Linked DNA regions of Macaca mulatta: region 1 is linked to region 2. The links are chromatin contacts, called in public Hi-C maps. All regions are on one chromosome and are shown on one strand. The core of a region is the stretch at or near the end of the contact, and the rest is flanking DNA. Distances in the headings are between cores, read along the strand shown.

The links. A called contact is a pair of places that touch in the nucleus more often than the background predicts.
Region 1: a contact with region 2 is called in a Hi-C map of fetal cortical plate, with 2.3 times the contacts expected there. The contact joins the promoter of PCNX1 here to the promoter of LOC144329789 in region 2. A contact is called at or near these places in 5 of 14 Hi-C or Micro-C datasets (CD4 T cells, cortical neurons, fetal cortex germinal zone and 2 more).

The regions. Positions count from the first base shown.
Region 1 is chr7:144,048,007-144,051,342 of T2T-MMU8v2.0, reverse strand. PCNX1 (pecanex 1) reads right to left here and starts at 1,795. Exons shown (of 36, transcript NM_001260747.1): 1 at 1,637-1,795. The coding sequence starts at 1,789.
Region 2 is chr7:143,967,105-143,970,089 of T2T-MMU8v2.0, reverse strand. It overlaps LOC144329789, which reads right to left and starts at 1,664. Exons shown (of 3, transcript XM_077938820.1): 1 at 1,430-1,664. The coding sequence starts at 1,664.

The DNA.
Region 1 (3,336 bases), core at 546-3,045, 81 kb before region 2:
CAGCAACATTTGCTAATTACACAAAGAGACTTAACCATGACCACACAGTTTACTGCAAGTGTTAACAAAGAAATCTTATACTGGACCCAGAAACTAATCCTTACCTCTCAAAAATCATTTTCAGTTTTAAATCTGCAATTCTTCTGGACATAAAAGATACCTGCTTTGAAAATGCTGTGACAGCCTGAGGATTCTTACACCCAAAGTAATTAACCCGTTCATTAATGATGTCATATTCCTGGAAGGTATAGTAGTGCAAATAGAACTCCCTAGGCCAGAATTAATTGAAAATTATAACACTTCACGATAAATGTTCAGAATGCAACAAGACTGAACAAGTCCCCCTAATAAAATAAGCCACAAGCCATCAGCATTTCTTAATTGCTTTTTTTTTTAACCTCAAACAATAAGTCCCTTCAAAACAATTTCAAGGAAAAATGTGAATCTGCTTGAGAATGTGAAATTTAGCACATCTTCCCCCAAGCAATTTTCCTGCCAATTAGTGAAACTGAGCTTCACTTAGGGAAGAATTGGGTGTCCTCACCTTTTGCACTTCTCATAGTGGTACTCCGGGATTTTCTAACTCAGCACCCTGTCTCTAGCTCCACGAAGAACCTCAAAGTTAGCAGAAATATATTCAAACGAATTCTCCTAAAATAAAAAGCTCGGATCCTTTCCTCCCCTCTGACTACTTTAAAATTTTGTAAGAAGCTTTAAGTATCATCTCTGTCCACAAGAGTTTCCCTAACGCCCCACCCTAACCTAAAGTGCTTTAAAAACTGTGCTTAACAACTTTCAATGTCGCTTTAAAAACAGAGATGATTCAGAGAAGCTGATCGCACCGAATTCAGCAACAGGCAGTACTCTCCCTATTCCTATCCGCCAAAGGCCTTGAACCAACCCAAACAAATTCGCTGAAAGGCCAGCCAGATTCCCCGTATCTCCCCGCTCCCTCCCCCAGGGAGGCCAGGAAGCACCACGGCCACCAACCCCCGGGCTGAACAGAAAAGATCCGCTGCGAAGCACAACAACGGTTTTTTAGAGGCAGGAAGGTTCCGAGCTGGGTTTTCAGTCACCACCCAGGACCCCTGGAGGACGACCCCCACACGCACTCAGAGCAGAGCAGCACGGTCCCCCGCGCTCCGCACGCGGATTACCGGCGAGGCGGCGGGCGGCCTCTCCCGGGAGCCCCGGGCGAGGGCCGCGGCGGGGGCGGGCAGTGCCCGGTGCCCAAGGAACCCAGCGAGCCAAGGATGGATGCGGCGTCCCCTAAAGGCGCAGAGCGCTCGGCGCCTGCCACACAGCCCCACGGGCGGTGGGCCCCGACGGGGAAGGCCTAGCCGAGTGGCCGTGGGAGGAAACCCCAAGAAGGGGCCTAGGACGCTGCCGCTTCCCAATGAGCGGGCGGGGGCAGCCGGCGCGAGCTGCCGTGGGCTCGTTGCTCGTGTCACCGCCGAAACCGGGGAAGCCCCGAAGAGAGGAGTGGGAGCACGCAGCGCGGGCGGGGGAGCCTCACACCGAGCGGGTGGCGGCCCCCAGGGGACGAGACCCCGAGGAAGAGGAAGAGGGCGCGACCCCAGCAACGCCCCACCGGTTCGCGGGGAAGGAGCCACCCGCTCCCCGCCCCCACACTCACCATGTAAAGGGTGAAGGGCAGGCCCAGCAGAAAGAGCCACAGGTAGAGGTGCAGCGCGTTCACGAAGGTGGCCTGGTGCGGGTCGTAGTACCAGCCCCCGCTGAGCGCGGCCCACACCCCCTGTCGGAGGATCTGCAGCGTCTGCGACCCCATCCCCACCCGGCGCCGCCGCCGCCGCCGCCGCCGCCGTCCCCGCCCCGGCCCCAGCTCGGCCTCGATCGCCGGAGCCTGCAGCTGCCCCGTCTATCCCCCTCCGGAGCTCCGGGAGAGCGAGCCGGCGCCTCGGCGGTCGCTGGTGCTGCTGCAGGAGGAGGAGGCAGCGAACGAGGAGGAGGAGACCCGGGAGGAGGAGGCGGCGAGCGGCGGGGCGGAGGACGGCGGAGAGGAGGAGACCGGCCTCCGGAGTGCCGCCGCCATCTTGTCTCCTAACACCCGGAGCCGCGGCCCGGCCCCCGCCACCCGCGGCCCGCCAGCGCCCCCGCTGCCGCCGCCGCGACCCCCGCCGGCCGCCAGCCTTGGGCCCGGCAGAGATGGAGGCCCGGCGCCCGGGAGCGACGGAGAGGAAGCCGCGCCCCCTCCAGCTCCTCCTCTCCGCTCCCTCCGCCCCCTGGGCCGGCTACCCGCGGGTGCGCGCCGCGCCTGGGCCGCCGCGGGCGCCTCCTGCTGACGTCCGGGGGAAGCGCGCGACAACGCGGCACGGGGCCGGGGCCCCGGGGACTGCGGAGGTGCGGAGACGCGGCTGGCAGGTCCAGGAGACCCCATTCTGCCCGTGGTAGACTCCCTGGCAAGTTCACCTACCAGTCTCTAACCGGGGTCTTTCCGACTTCGAAACTAACCTTGACTCCAGAAAAGCGTCCCGCCTGTCATTTATGATGTTTATGAAAGACCTAGGAACAACTGAAGCTAACCACCTGAGATACTGAAGGCCTGGAAGAATACTGAAGGCTGATGACACTGTTGAAAAGTCATAAACGCATCCAAGTTCAGCAAGAACTGTGTTGGCCTGTGTGTGAGGAAAAAATAGCCACTTCCAGATTGGGAGAATGTACTACTTCCAAAAACGAGTTAATAGAAGTGGCACAGAACATGGAAGTACGGAGTGGACAGGTTACCATTTGAACGCGGTGATTGTATTTTTAAATGTGCTGTAACTAGCAGCCATTTTTATCAATGGGCCAATCTCAACAGGGTTGAAAAAGATTAACTGTGACTCCACCCCAAATTACAACAGGGTCTTGTAGGTCTCTTTTTATAGCTGTGAAAACGGAATCATTCTTGGCTCTGTGTAATGTTTATAAGGCGTGTCTGATCTCATTGAATAAAATTTTCTAAAAAAGAGTTTGAAGTTTGAGTTTATTGAAGTTTGGCTTTTATAGCAATAAAAGTACTCTGTATTCCCAGATTCAAGTTGCTATAATTAATGAGGGAAACAAGAGCCAAAGGAAATTGGTGATATTTTAAGAAGAGTAATGAAAAACCGTTACAATACCTCCCAGTGCCATACCACTTTATAGTTGCTCAAACACTGTCACACCCACTTCATTCAGACCTCAGGACAACCCTTTGAGGGCAGCATAGCAGCTATTGTTATTTTATGGATGAGAAAACCTGTAAACTCAAGTAAGTGATTGTCCAAATGCTTATGGCCACTTATTGCTCATAAGCAGTAAGTGGTTGAGAACTCTAAAACCAGCAGTCGT
Region 2 (2,985 bases), core at 415-2,914:
GAGTCAGGAGCAGGAACCCCTGTGGTCTTGGGCTTCTGTTGCTTAGTACTGTTCCTTAGTACTTAGCTACATTGAATAACCACCCTGGGCTTCCGTTTCCTGATCAGTGAAATTGGCTACAAAGGTCCCAACCAGGTAGTACCATCCCTTCTGCCTTTATTGAGGGCTCGCTATGTTCTAGGCGCTGCTCTTAGAGCTGCCTCTGGATTATCTCAGTTAATCTCTAAGCTAGTTTAGGAAGTAGTTAGGATTATTTAAAATCTCCATTTTGCACTTGAAGAAACTGAGACTTAACAGAGAGGCTAAGTAAATTGTCCTAGACCACACAGTGAGTCACAGCAGAACTGGAGAGAACTGAGATTCAACTCAGGCAACCTGGTTCCAGAGTCTGTATATGTATATTTTTTAATAGACAAGGTCTTACTCTATCTCCCAGGCTGAAGTGCAGTGGCGCAGTGTTGCCATAGCTCACTGTAACTTTGAATTCTTGGTCGCTGGGACCACAGGTGTGCACCACTATATCTGGCAAAGTTTTTAATTTTTATAGAGACAGGGAGGGACTCACTTTGTGGCCCAGGTTGGTCTTGAACTTCTGTCCTCAAGAGATCCTCCTGCTTTGGCCTACCAAAGCATTGGGATTATAGACATGAGTCACTGAGCCTGGCCTCAGAGTCTGTATGTACTCTTAGTCAGTATACCGGCACCTGTCTGTAAAAGTGTTTTCTGAACTCTAAAATATTATATAAATGTTGGCTGTGATTACAGTGAGTGGTACAGCTGGTAGGTCGGTGGGTTCGTCTTTGCGTACTAATGGATGGTATATCTATCAGTGCCTAACCTACTCCCTAGTACTCAATAAGCTCTCAGTCACTCTGCCATCCCTTGCCCACATCCCAAGAAGGAGTGTATCCATGCAAAAGAATGGCAATTCCATCACGTACAGAGCAGGGGAAGAGGGCAGACTATAAAATACTGAGGAGACAGATCATGAAGCTGCAAGCAATTGCACCTGACATCAACAAAACCCAAGGAAGCAAAGATAGAAAGGCTTCGGATTGGAATGTCCCCTACTTTTCATAAAACACAAAGCACGGGAGAGTTTCCCTGATGTTCCACCGGCCCAACAGGCTGCTCTCTGGGGCTCCCACTGACTTCACAAAGGGTTCCACCCAGTAACCCAGAGAACAGGCAAGTGTCTTAGAGGTCTCATCAGTGTCAGGAGACTCGTGTTTGTGAGCAAAAGATTCACAGCCTTCAACTAGGAAAGGCAGAGCCATTTAAAATGTCTCATTGAGTAGAAATGTGGAAAACCACATGTTAAAGTAGAAAGTATTTTATCATTTGAGTCTTAATGTTTTCTACTCATTATTGCGCCCTTAGTCATTTTATAGAGTTAAGGTTCTCAGGGACTAGACTGTTGTCGTCTAACAGTTCTTGAAAGAACTCCAGACGACGTAATCAACTGCCCACTTGACATCTCCACTTGGGTATAGAACAGTGATCTCAAACTTATCATGTCTAACATTAAACTGCTGAGATTTGCCCCCAAACCAGCTTTTCCCACATTCTCCATAAATGGCAATGCTAGCCTTCCAGTCGCTCAAACCAAAAACTTTGATGTCATCCTTGACTCCTCTCTTTCTTTTGTTCCCTTTCTGATTCATCAGCAAACCTGGTTGGTCTAGCCTCAAAATGTATTTCTAAATTCTGACTACTTTTCACCATACCCATTGTCACCTCCCTTTTCTAATTTGCTGTTATCCCGTGACAGGCTTATTGAATAGCCCCTTCCTTCTCACAGTCCCCGCACTTGATTTCTGAAGCCTGTTGCAAACCCAGTAGCCAGAGTGATCTTGTTGAAAAGGCAGACCACACCACTCCTCTGCTCATTAAAATCGTCAGTGTGGCAGGGCATGGTAGCTCACATGTGTAATCCCAGTACTTTGGGAGGCCACGGCAGGAGAATTGCTTGAGCCCAAGAGTTCGAGACAGTTTGGGCAACATAGTGAGACCTTGTCTCTACGAAAAACAAAACAAAACAACAACAAAAATTAGCTGGGTGTGATGGCACATGCATGTAGTCCCAGCTACTCAGGAGGCCGAGGTGGGAGAATCGCTTGAGCCCAGCAGGTTGAGGCTGTAATGGGCCGAGATCACACCATTGCACTCCAGTCTGGGCAACAAAGTGAGACCCTGTCTCAGAAAAAAACAAAAAACAAAAACAAACCTCTTCAATAGGCTGTCTCATTTAAAGTAAAACCAAAGTCCTCCTTTGACCTGAAGGACCCCATGTGAATAGGACACCCTACCTCTTGTAGCTCTTACCACCCTTGAGTTTGCTATCTTTTCGTGAATACACAGGCATTTTCCTGTCTTAGGGCTTTGCACTACAGTGCAGTTTGCCTGAATGCTCTTCCCCTGTATCTGTATGGCTGGTTTCCTAAATTCTTTCAGGTGTCTTTATTCAAAAGTCACCTTGTTGGCCGGGTGCCATGGCTAACCCCTGTAATCCCAGCACTTTGGGAGGCCGAGGTAGGTGGATCACCTGAGGTCAGGAGTTCGAGACCAGCCTGGCCAACAAGGTGAAACCCCGTCTCTACTAAAAATACAAAAATTAGCTGGGCATGGTTGCACACGCCTGTAGTCTCAGCTACTTGGGAGGTTGAGGAAGGAAAATCACTTGAACTGGGAGGTGGAGGCTGCAGTGAGCTGAGATCGTGCCGCTGCACTCCAGCCTGGGCCACAGAGTGAGACTCCATCTCAAAAAAAAAAAAAAAAAAGTCACCAGTTACCTTGTCAATGAGTTTTTCTCTGGCCACTCCAAAAAGTAGCCCCTCCTAATGTTTCACATCCCCCCTTCCCTTTCTTTTCTTCTTTGCATTTACCCCTCTCTAATCTGATATTATGTGTTTAATTGCTTACTTTGTTTCCCCTATTAGAACATGAGCTTTATGAAGGGAAGAGATGAAGGGATTTTTGCAGGAA